Linked DNA regions of Mus musculus: region 2 is linked to region 1. Evidence: chromatin contacts called from public Micro-C data. All regions are on one chromosome and are shown on one strand. The core of a region is the stretch at or near the end of the contact, and the rest is flanking DNA. Distances in the headings are between cores, read along the strand shown.

Evidence for each region. A called contact is a pair of places that touch in the nucleus more often than the background predicts.
Region 2: a contact with region 1 is called in a Micro-C map of B cells, with 9 times the contacts expected there. The contact joins the promoter of Pou2af1 here to the enhancer-like site in region 1. A contact is called at or near these places in 5 of 39 promoter capture datasets (the 3T3-L1 cell line, the C10 cell line, macrophages and 1 more), 2 of 15 datasets of contacts at CTCF or cohesin (large pre-B cells and pro-B cells), 20 of 484 Hi-C or Micro-C datasets (the 63-12 cell line, B cells, the THB-7 cell line and 12 more), 6 of 115 datasets of contacts at active chromatin or transcription factors (the 230-238 cell line, the SCID.adh cell line, Th17 cells and 3 more) and 2 of 9 other capture datasets (adipose tissue and liver).

The regions. Positions count from the first base shown.
Region 1 is chr9:51,159,747-51,165,854 of GRCm38.p6, reverse strand. It overlaps Gm32742, which reads left to right. Exons shown (of 31, transcript XM_017313740.1): 2 at 5,548-5,590; 3 at 5,813-6,030. The coding sequence starts at 5,872. Among named protein-coding and RNA genes, the nearest start is that of Gm32742, 6.0 kb to the left of the region's middle. Within about 2 kb of position 3,899, at least 5 of the 459 cell types and tissues checked have an H3K27ac peak or open chromatin away from gene starts, as enhancers often do. A contact at or near this core is called in the 63-12 cell line, B cells and the SCID.adh cell line, where this site is marked.
Region 2 is chr9:51,211,082-51,217,189 of GRCm38.p6, reverse strand. It overlaps Pou2af1 (POU domain, class 2, associating factor 1), which reads right to left and starts at 3,500. Exons shown (of 5, transcript NM_011136.2): 1 at 3,389-3,500. The coding sequence starts at 3,404.

The DNA of each region.
Region 1 (6,108 bases), core at 2,650-5,149:
TTGCAGGGTTCTGGGACTCTTACTAATGATGCTAAACAAATAATCACTATTTATCTGCCCTCCCCCACCTCCAAGAGGTTTTACCCAGTGCCCCTTGCTGTTGTGGTTTACGGGCCAAGCCTGCACCTGCGCTGTGTGTGAGCTCATTTGGACATCTATCAAGGCTTTTTAAAGACAGCCAGGCATAGGGAGAGCAGTTAGAGCCAGGGAGAAGGCACCACCAGTCCTGGCACTACTGCAGACAGCCCCTCTAGGCTGCCTGTTATGATTGTAGGCCCTGCAAGAAACCCTTGGGAAACACCTTCAGCCCCTCCTCTCAACATCCAGCCCCTTCTTTATGCGTGGAGCTGATCTTCCTCTTCCTGTGGCTACCCTTCCTCCACGTGCTTCCCCTCCCAGACTCCTCCCTTCCATTTCTGCACAAAGATTCCTGTATCCGGGTGTTATTTCTAAGTCAGCTTTCCTGCTTGCTCCTGTAGGCCTTACCAGGTGAGTCAGGGTACCCTAAAATGTCAGCCTCCAGGACCTTCAGGACCAACATGCTCAGAAATTTCTGTCTTCACTCCAGTTGCTTGGTCAGAGTGTTTTCAGAATGAAGCAAGGTCCCCTGCCTCTTACTTTGATGCAGTATTTAGACATTGGTAGGTACTCAGACTTTTGGTTTGAATTGGGTGGCCTGGATATCTTGGTTATCTATTTATCTTAGCAGGCATCAAACAAGACCCTTTATTATGTTTCATGATGTTATAGTGCAGAAGTCTGTTCAGGGCTCAACTGGGCAAGCCTTTTCCTCTATTTCATTGATGAAGGTTACCCTGTGGTCTTTGGATGATAGACGGACTAACCTAAGAGTCTAAAGGTATCTTCTATTCACGGCTTCCAAGTGAATAAGGGTGGCTAAAGTCTTGTGTCAGCTAGGAACCCTCTCAAGTGTGACAGTCTCCAGACAATAGGGGTCTTTTACATGGTATATCAAGGCTTCCAGAGAGAATAATCCAAATGAACACTGCAGAGGCTATAAGGTGTCAGAAATCCCAGAATCTCACTTCGAAAGTCACTGAAGACATCCTCCTAAAGTGTTCTCAGGGGCACTAGCCCTAAAAGCAGTGCAGAACAGTTTCCTGGCACTGCATAGCCTAGCCTTGTAAATATAACATTATTGTTACCAACCTACATGTGCTAGGTTGGTTATCACTGTCATACTTTTCTCCAAAGACTCAAACTAATATCCTACCTACCCTTACTCTGACATACTATAGTATCCCTAGTTAGCCCAGTGCCTGGCCTGTCTCTTATTCCCTCAGCTGTCAGCAAGACCTCAGCTTTCCCTCCACTGTCACAAGACCCAAATTTTTTAATACATTTATTTGAGGATGGCTTTAGACTGGAAAAAAAAACCAAAAAACAAAAAACTTGAGTCAGTTCAGGACTGACACAAAGATACCACCACAAGGCAGACAGTTAATGCTCTAGACTTGACGTCTCAAGCCAGGACTTTCCTAAATGGCTCTAGTTGCATGTCCCTCCTGTTATCAAGGGTTGTCACAATGTCACTGTTCTCAGGTTGTCTGAACCATAGAGACTGGATTACCGGTGAGCAGGGCAATCCGTTTCATTTGGTACTGAGTCTCATGAGCACCTAGCAACACTTAATCAGACAGGCTTCAGCAGACTCAAGCCAGCTGCATGCCCCCTGGCTCCAGTCTGGGAATGGCAGGTGTCTGGCAGGGAAGTCCCTGCTCTCAAAGTGGGGACTCTGTGCAGAAGCTAGAAGGTCCCATATGATGTGGGTTCAGAAATCCCAGAATCTCACTTTGTTGGTCATTAATCATTGACGACATCGTCCACACATGATGGAGACATAGACTTTCCTTCTTTTTTTTTTCTTCATAAATATGTTTTGAATTTTATTATGAAGTATTTAAGCCATGCCAGAAGAAGGAATAAACAATATAATAACAGAGTGCCATGCACCCAAATCTAACTTAAATAAATGATTACCATATGAATTCTCAGGGTTCAGAGGAGTTGAGGGAAGAGTTGAGTCTGCCCATTTTCATGAGGGAAGAAAGAAGCCCTGGTGGGGAAGAGGGAAGCCACCTCAGCATTGATGGTGACTGCTCTAGTCATAGAGGGAGCATTGGTCAGGTGCTACAGCTTAGAGGAATGCTCTAAACTGGGAAACAGGATGTGGAGACCACAGCATGATCTTTCTAGTCCCGGTTCAGAGACTCCCCAAATGGCTTGGTCTGAATTAGTCACTAGCTCCTTAGGGATTCTCTAGGCCTTGGGTGTCACGTCCCAACATTTGAGCTATTCATGTCTACCTGTCTCCCACCTTGGCTGTGAACTCCAAGACTATATATACTCTATTGCCTGTATCTCATAAGCATTTGGACAAAGTCAGGTTATTGAGTTGAAGGTGTGGTTTAATCTTTGAAACCTCCATAATTAATGGTCTGGGGACAGAAGAGTTAATGGAAAGGGAAAGGAAAGATGAGTTAAAACTAAGGGACCAAAACAGACCCATCACCCAGACCCCAGGATGCTAACCAATGTCCTTAAAGGGAGTCAAAGCTCCCTGGGGAAATGGCTGATTGAATGAACAGCTACGGCAGGAAAGAGACAAGAAGAGCTTGAGATCTTGTGATGCCAAAAGAGGTAAGAAAGTGCATATGAGCACGAGAGAGAGAGAGAGAGAGAGAGAGAGAGAGAGAGACTGTGGAGTGGGTCAAATGAACTCTCTAGCCAACAAGTGCAGTATGGCAAGGGAGGAATTACAGTGGAGAAAACCTAACAGTCAGATGACCAAGGGCAACGTAAGTGCTGTCATGCCATGTTCAGAGCATTTGTCTTTGTTCCATTATAAAGAAAACATCACTTTATTGGTGTGGTGTTCTAAAAGATAAAAAACACTCCAGACCAATGACGATAGAGATTTCTAGTGAATCCCACCCAGCTAAGGCCTGTTTTACAGAGCACTTGTGTATGTAGATTGCCAAAAGTAAAGAGACTCTCGAGAAACTTTCCCAGTTAAAGGGAGGCAGGGACATGACTAAGTACAATGTTTGACCCTGGAATAGACAAGGCAGTGTGAACATAGTATGGCCATTAGCTAAAGTACTCACCCGGTATCTATAATTACTAGGAGTGGGACACACGGGAACTCTAAGAGGTTCTGCAAATCTGAAATTGTTCTTTAGAAACTAAGCTTATTAAAATACATACTTACTGTCATATTCCAGGAAAAACTTAACTTTGTAGTTAGACCCACAGAAAATCAAAGCTGAGTGAGACAACCCAGGACACCAACAGAAACCTGGGAACTGGTAGTGTTAGGAAATGGCAGAAATGACAGTTGGAAGCCAGGCACTTAAAGGTGGTGCAGGACTTGAATCCCGGCACTCAAGAGGCAGAGTCAGGCGGATCTCTGAGTTCCAGGCCTGCCTGGTCTGCAGAGTGAGTTCCAGGAAGCCAGGGTCACACAGAGAAACCCTGTCTCAAAAATCAAACAAACAGATGGACAGACAGAAGTGATAGTTGGAACCAGGGGAGATACAGTAGGCCTGGCAGTGACCAGCTATCAGACAACTTGAACAAAAAGACAAGGCCCAGCACTAAGCCCCCTTAGGAGCTTCATGCCAGAGAAGGACTATGTGACATAGGTGAGCCTGCAAAATGGTGCTGGGCTAATGTGGAGTAAAACCCAAGGCCGGTTAGTGTGACTATATTTAAATGCGTTCAAAAGAGTGTCTGCTTAAACTTTAAAAAGACATACACACACACACACACACACACACACACACACACACACACACACACACACACACACCTGCTAACAGCATTTTCTCTCCTCCCTCATTCTAGCAGATACCTACACCCCACTGCTTGGTCCATGCCAGCTCACCAATTCCTGCAAGCTCACAGTGCCACCTACTGGCAAGACAAAAAGCAGGCAGGGCGAACGGCTCAGCAACAAAATAGCTGAAAAGAGTCAGGTGCCTATCAAGGGTCTCTCACAGGCTGAGGGACTCTGCAAAGCAGTGGCCCTACAGGAAGCTATCAGCCTGGAGGACAGTGAGCACTTAAATCTAAATTTCCCCCTCAAAAGAGTCTCTACAAGGAGCCTTTACTTCTACACCTCGTAATTCTCTTTCCAGCCCTGACTGCAAAATAGCATCCAGCGATCGATCCTTCTGAGCTTCTAGGACATCCTTTTAAGTATCACCACACCCAGAAAGGAGCCTAGAAAATAGATAATAGGTCGAAATAATGATAGATCAAAAGACCAAAACTGGTTAAGTGAATGGAATTCCCTTGAACTGGGGTCACTTGTCTGGGTGTCAAGTGGGTGATCTCTTCTTAAAAGCAATCAATTGTAAGTTACTTGAAGGGAACATTGATGAATAACACAGGGCAAATCAAAATCCATTTCTGCTTCCTCCTCCTCCTCTTCCTTCTCCTCCTCCTCTTCCTCTTCTTCATCTTCCTCCCCCTCCCTCTCTTTTAAATTAGGCCTCACTGCAATGTGATATATTGAATTTTTCTGAAGGCTTCTAAGCAACCATCCATCACACAGAGCACTGAACCTGATCTGGGTTTACGCTCTTCACGATACTTCTGGTCTTGTGGGCATCAGTGATTTTTCACAGCAGCCATAAAGAAAGCTGGGCAGTATTACCCACTATCACTTTTTATAAGCAATAAAGCAATGGATTATTCCATTTTGAGAGCCTGCTTTTCTCAGCCGCATCCACTGCTCATCTTCTCTGGGGAATCACCTGGTTGCACCAGGGACTCTGGCTGCTTTGCAGTTTCCAGTGACTTCTTGTATGCATGGTCTAGGAGCACTTGAACGGCGTCACCCATCTGTTAAAACTGAATTTCAGTCCAGAATGGGGCTCCGACTTTTTCACTATAAATGAGGGGGAAGAGCTAGATGGCTCCCTAAGGGTTTGTGAGTGTGTGTTGTATTGTGTGTCCTGTAGCAGAGACAAAAACTGTAATCTCTCTACCTTATCTCTCATGGGGTTTGCACCCAGAATGCTTAAAGGAGTCTGACTATTTGGCCTTGTGAAAGGAAAATGCTGGAACAACCCTTGGCTTCACTCTGCCCAATGCTAAGCTTGCTGGCTCATGCTGCTCGGGAGGAAAGGTAGAGGAGAAGAGAAAAGGAGCCATGGAGTTGCATGGTCTGGGCCAAGGCTGCCCAGAGGACCCATATCTCAGATTTCATCCTCATGACTTATTCAGTGACTGACAGCTATCGCTGCCACCAGGCAGAAGCTGTCCTTCCAGAGCCCAGATCACTCTGCCTCTGTTGAACACCATTATCTTGTCTCCTCATGCCTGTCACCCTGTCCATCACTTTGCCTCCCCTATCTCTCCACCTCTGCCTGATACCTTCCTTGGTGCCTCACCTCACCCACCTCCACATCTGCTTTGCTCTCTGCTGCTGTTACCCCTGCCCAGAAGATGAAGGGTCTCTTCTTTGGTAACCTCCCAGAGGTACCGGTCCTCATAGCTGCCTTCTGCTTCATCCTCCAGAGACCCACATGCCTGGTCATAGAGCATCCTCTGGCCTGCCAAGGTGAGATTGCCTGTGCAAAAGGAGAGCCGGACCCACCAGGATGCCCAGAGGGTAGAGGCTTAAATTAAATTTGTACAAAGAAGTTTGGGAGTAAAATTGAGGAGAGGGGAGAGCTGTGAGGAGAGCTAATGACTAATGTCGGGGAAGAGGAGCCCTGGGAAATCACAGGGACCAGCTCTTGGGTGTTAACCCTTTCTGTCACCCCCCCACCCCACCCCATAGGTAGGCCCTGCTCTGTGCCGACACCTGCCCCTTGTCCCCCTGGAACTTTCCTCTCTGGAATGGGTCCCCATACCACCCCTTCCTGCCACCTCTGCCCTTCGGAGTTCTTCAACCCCTGGCACGGCCAGAATGCATGTTTCCCGTGCGGCTCTGAGGCCACCCAGCCAGAGGAGGGCAAGGACACCTGTGTCTGTCAGAGACCTGGACGTAGATTCCAGGTATGCCCTCCTGCAGTGGGACCCAAGGGCGGGCTGCATTTCCAGGGCTGTTTCGGTTCCCAGTCAAGTTTAGCTCAG
Region 2 (6,108 bases), core at 2,251-4,750, 52 kb before region 1:
GACCGCACAGTGTGATTTTACATCATTTTCTTGTTTGGGGCTTCTTTGTTTTGTTTTGTTTTTGTTTGTTTTTTGTCGCTTTAAGCAAACCTACAGCTCTAAAAAGTTGTTAGACAGCTGGCATGTTAACTCATGTGAAATTTAATTGTTGCAGTGTTCTCTCTATCTTAAAATTTTAATGGAAACCATGGTAAGAATTGTGTCTACATCAGTTTAGCAAAGGAAGGGGCATGTGGGTGGGGACAGAGGAAGACAAAGCATGATGACACATATGTAGGAAGATGCCATGATGAAACACATGACTTTGGTTTTTTTGTTTGTTTGGTTGGTTGGTTTTTTGTTTTTTTGTTTTTCGAGACAGGGTTTCTCTGTGTAGCCCTGGCTGTCCTGGAACTCACTTTGTATACCAGGCTGGCCTTGAACTCAGAAATCCGCCTGCCTCTGCCTCCCAAGTGCTGGGATTAAAGGCGTGTGCCACCACGCCCCAACACGTGACTTTGTATATGAGCCTATCTTTCTAATTAGCAGAGAAAGAGCAAACTTTTTGGAGACTGCTTGCATACAGAATATAGTGGACTATAACCAACGGTTAACATAAAACCCAAGCTGGCGTCCCAGTACGTCAGACAATACTGGCCAGAGGCAGTTACATTCCTTACTTAGATTGTCACAGACACTTTGAGAGGCACACGTTCAAATCTCCACATTAAGAGTGAAGAAGAGATGACATTACTCAGCTGCAGAGCCAATTGTCACATGCAACCCTGTGCACACTAGTTCTCATCTACATGAGACAGAGACGTCTCTCATGTAAGAGGCCAAATCTTTTAAATTCAGACTCCATTCTAGAGACCTAAAGTTTGAACTCAGGTAAACTAACAGGCTGGTACCTAGCATTCGTTTCCAAGTTGCCCCCCAGCAAAACCAGAGCCTAGCTCCAGTCTCCAGGCTAATCCCCAAGAAGACCAGCATCTCCAGGTTATTCCCCTGCAACAAACCTGCACCCCCAGATAACAAGCCTGCCATCTGCCTAACGACCACCAATGCAGCGGAAAGCAGAAGTTAAGTTTATGATATGACTCCCAGCACCAGCCAATTATGTTGAAGGTCACAATAGCTTTCCAATTCGATGCTTACTATAAAGCCTTGCCCCACGATGATGGTGTACAGGGAGATGGGTTGATTAGGTTAGCTCGAATAAAGACTCTGCTGTGAGTTGCATCAGATGGGCTCCTATCTTGGGATAGGAGATGAAGGGGGATCAAACACTTCCTTGGCACTACAAATGCAGAACCTAAGGAGAAAGTCTGAAGATGGACCAACATCTTTATCTGGCTGACAGTGGAGAGGACCTCATAGCCAGGGCTGGGACCTCCAGGTTTCCACATCTCAATGTGAACAGTTCTGAGCTTTGTCACACTGTTCTCCCATCTTAACCAAAGCCTGTGTTCCCCCATGAGTCCACTAACAGGAGTCAGAGGCCAAGCAGGCAGGAGGCAACAGGGGCAATATGATTGTTTTCTTAACTCTCTCCAACGCCCTGGGTACAGTCATTTTAGCTCAAGCCTGAAGGGCGTTTTCTGAAAAAAAGAAAGTGCCTTTTCAGCACTCCCAGTGTCTGATTTCAAACCCTGCCCTCCCCGCCTGCGCTGGCACTGCCTAGACTTCACTCACTTCCCACAAGTCTTAGTCAGCCATATGACCAGGGTAAAGGGATAGGTCTGTTGCACAAGGCCTGCTCTTGTTTTCCTTCAAGCCCCCAAAAGACAGTTTAAGAGAGTTTATGAGCAAGAAGCAAGACCTCTAACAACTCTCCAAAAGAAAATCTGTTCATCCCTTAAGAGGCACTGGAGGAGAGAAAATGGATTATGTAACAATGAGATGCTATGGGGGCTTTTTCATACAGGCAAACAGCCCATACCTCAGGGCTAACACCAGGGCAGAGCACCCGGCAGAATTCTGGCCGCCCCGTCAACTTATTAAGAGCAGTTATACATGGTGGGATTACTTTTCACTCCATTCTAAATATGCAAACTCTAAGAGTTTAAAAACTAAAAGCAGCTCACACAAAACTCAAGTGATTTCACTTGAAGCAAGAGGGCATATTGGCACTTTGAAGGACATTAAAATCCATGTTCCTACAATCTCATAGTATTTACAATGGTGTTGGCTGCCACTCCGCTTCCAGAAAGATAAGGTTTTGCTCTGGTCACCTTTTTGGATGAGTTCTAAGCTACCCAAACTAGAATCTGTGGTCAGAAATCTCAAGTCCAAATCAAAGTTCATTTATTTTTATTTAAACAAAAAAGTCTTGCCCATATCAACAATGGGGTTAGTAAACTGAGGCACGTTGGGATTGCTTCTCTGAGTCACAGATGAAAAGAGTCAATTTCAAAGAATTTGGGAATAGGTGGGTGATAAGGGGACTATGTCACACTCTAATCAATGGAACACTATTGTCAGATTACTTTTTATAAGTAAAACCACGATTTCTTTTTCTTCTAATCTGGATTATCACATAAATTTGATTGAGGAATGCTATGCCTAAACCAATAAAAGATGTTTTATGGAATTAAACATCTTACAAAGAAAGATAGGGAAATTATAGCTCTTTGCTTGAGGAAGTACAGTCCTGAGCCTTAATAAGGTTCCCCTTTTGCAAGACTCTTGAGTTGACTTTATTTGCCTCGTGAAAGGAATGTTGTAAAGAATGTCTATATAGCCTCCGTTATCGATAACACAAGATTTTTTTCAATCCACAGAATGGAAAATACAGTTCATGGTTTGTTCCATTCAAGTCCAGGGATTAAAAATCAAGGTCAAAGATAAACAGTTTTTTTTTTGCAGTGGAACACAAAACCAACCATTGCCACAGAATAAGGAAGAAAGTGAAAAGAGGAGAGAGAGAGAGAGAGAGAGAGAGAGAGAGAGAGAGAGGTTTCATAAGACTGAGTTTCCACCCCATCCCTACACATCTACAGGAGGGAACCAACTCTGGCAGAATTCAGCTAGAAGTGGGCCAACAAAACTCAATAACAACCTGCAGAACTGGGGTCCATGAAAGGAAAGGTCCTCACGTGAAGAACGGCTCCTAACCCATATCATATGTGGTTTCCGTCTCATGAATCATAATCTGCCCTTCTGTCACCTCAGTGATTCATGCACAGAATCGGAGATGCAATGAGCTGTCCCCACCTTGGGACACTGGTTCATTCCCCCAGGTTGGAAAATGAGCATCATCTCCAACAGGCTCCATCTCACCCACCTCAGCCCTCCATGCCCCCGAGGCCCTGACGAGACTGGGTGCTCCCATCACCAACAGTAGCTCTCTATTCCTGGACCCTGCCTCTGCTTACTTGGCTCTGACAGCCACAAGCAAAGCACTTACATTTTTGCCAGAGCATGGCTTGTGACAGGATGTTGCCTTTTCTCTTTGAAGCAGACAGTTTGGCTTCTTTAATGTGACTGGGCGTGCTTTCCTCCCGTGGAACCACCGTTTACTCTGAGGCTGTTTCTTCAGCTTTTTAAAGGCCCGAGTTCCCGCTGAGAGGGGCCACGTCATCACATCCTCCTACCTCAGGCAGAGCTGTACTTTTTTTTCTTCAGCAACACCGCCTGTCAACCCACTGTGTGCACCCCCAAGGCCCCCACTGGCTGGAGAGTGCTTGAGACACAGGGCCAGCCAATTGGGACTAACCACCATACAGCACAGGAGGCCAAGGCCATTTGCACACAGCCACGGTGTTATGCCACATAGGAGGAGCATGAGAGTCTGTATGAACGCAAAAGGGTGGACCATGAGGTCAAGGATCAGCGCTCCTTGAGCGATGAGGGGTCCAAAGGATAATACAGACAACACCGAGCTTTCTCTGGCACTCACATACAGTTCCACACTATCAGGCCATTTACAGGACTGACCTTACCATTGGTCCCAGCTCGACGGGAAATGCGATTCCCAGGGGTCACTATTCTCACCATGGGAGGAAACACCTGCCCTCTCTTCAAGCCTCACTAACCAGCCTCCTCGTTCTCGGTGTTGCTTTTCTGTTTATTCCACTTTAAAATGTAACGGCTCCTCCCCTGGCCCCAGTCCCTGGCAAAATGGCGGCATGTAATATTGTTTAAATATAGGGGTCCCTGTTTCAGACGGTTGGTTATGTACACAGAAAGGGGGAACCGACTCGCTCAAAGAAGAAACAGAGACACTCAGGCTTCTTAACTGAAGCTGATTTCCCAAAGGTGACTTAATGGATTTAGGAGTACCAGCTTATCATAATCCTAGGACCCCAACACGGCTAATGGAAAGCCTCTCAAAGAAAGAGTAATGGATTCCCCATCCGCAGTACATACAGTATGGGGCTACATTCTGCCACTGTGTGTCTGAAACAGACTCATAGGCTCCATTCCAGTGACCCAGTTACTCTCAGGTCAAGATCATATGGTTATACCCCCGGGGTAGTCCAGAGTCCTTGCTGGTTTGCCTTCCATGGTGCCTCAGAGTGATCTAATGCATTCTGGGTCTGATCCTTCATTCTCCAGTGTTAAAAGCCTTGCCCTAAAGGACTACAGCTCAGTAAGGTAGCACTTGACTGGAATGGGTAAGCCTGAGGTTCACACTCCAGTACCACCCTTTAGCCACAGAGCTGAGACACTAAAGCCTTTCACAGTGAGCCAGTTGCAAGCTCTTTTTTTTTTTTTTTTTTTTTTTTTGGTTCCGAAACAGGGTTTCTCTGTGTAGCCCTGGCTGTCCTGGAACTCACTCTGTAGACCAGGCTGGCCTCGAACTCAGAAATCCACCTGTCTCTGCCTCCCGAGTGCTGGGATTAAAGGCATGTGCCACCACGCCCGGACGTTTTTTTTTTTTAACTTATTGGCCTCACCTGCTGGTACTCTCTCCCTGTCTTCCCCATCTGAAGAGAAACCCAACCCCATTTCTTTCATCAAGGTCCTACCAATAACGCCATGGCAGGCAAAACAATTTTGTGACTCACCCCCTGAACTTCCTGGCCTAGAAATGATCAGTCCCCTTCTCTCTGTTCCTAGGGCATTATGCCCGTTGTTTACATCATGTGTAACTGCCACATGACGCTGTAGGCACCTCATGGAGGCTTTATCTTTGTGCCTATGTAAGACAGAGAGTATGCTAAACCCCCAGTAAAACTTCACCTAATCAAGTTATAAATTACACCTCTAATAGATGGTCTGCTTGAGGAGAGGTCTTGAGGAGAAACACTGGTCACACAACACAATAATCCAACAGAGAAGCCTCACTCCTAGATAGATTATCAGCCCTCACTCCAAACCATCCTAGATCACCATGATGAAGGAAGGGACTTGCTGACCTGCTGCAGGGACGACATACCACAACCTGGACTAGCAGAGCAGGTGGCAGTGTCACAGAGCCTCGGGCTTTACTGGGAAGTGTCCTCCCACCGGGACTGGCTTGCCTGCAGGGGGTGTGAGTTCCCACCAGTGCTCTCCCGATCACTGGCTGTGTTCCCTCAAATATTCCATGCAACTATTCTCATCTCGGTTTCTGAGTTTATGAAATGAACTGGTTCTCCAGATGTCGCAGAGTCCTCAGGAGAAACAGAGGCCCTTCCTATAGCATTGCTCACATTTTGGTTGTCTTATTCTAACACCATGAATTAAGATTTATTTTTTTATTTGTCTCGCCACAGACCCAGCATAATGAGCTCCACAAAGCAATCAAAATAGCGACTTGCTGTGGCAGTGTTCTGCCTCACAGTGATATTATAGATTCAGACAGCGAGGAAATATTTGTAAAATATTAACATGAACCTGTCATGTATTAAGGGAACACAGCCAGTGAGCAGCAGAGCATTGGTAGGAACTGACGTCTCCTGCACCCTGAACCTGTCGCTTTAAAGCAAGCCCAACTGTCATTCAAATATTGTAGTATAACAAAAATATCACAGGGCCTACAAAGCCCCACATGAGCATTGCTCTTGGAGGAAGTATTTGAACGGAAAGTGCTCCTGGGAGGATGTCACAGGAAACACTAGAGGATGTCTGTCACACACGGGGATCAAGTTTATTACGGGGATTTTCTTAAACCTGGGAAAAGAAAATTCCTCCAGAACAAAC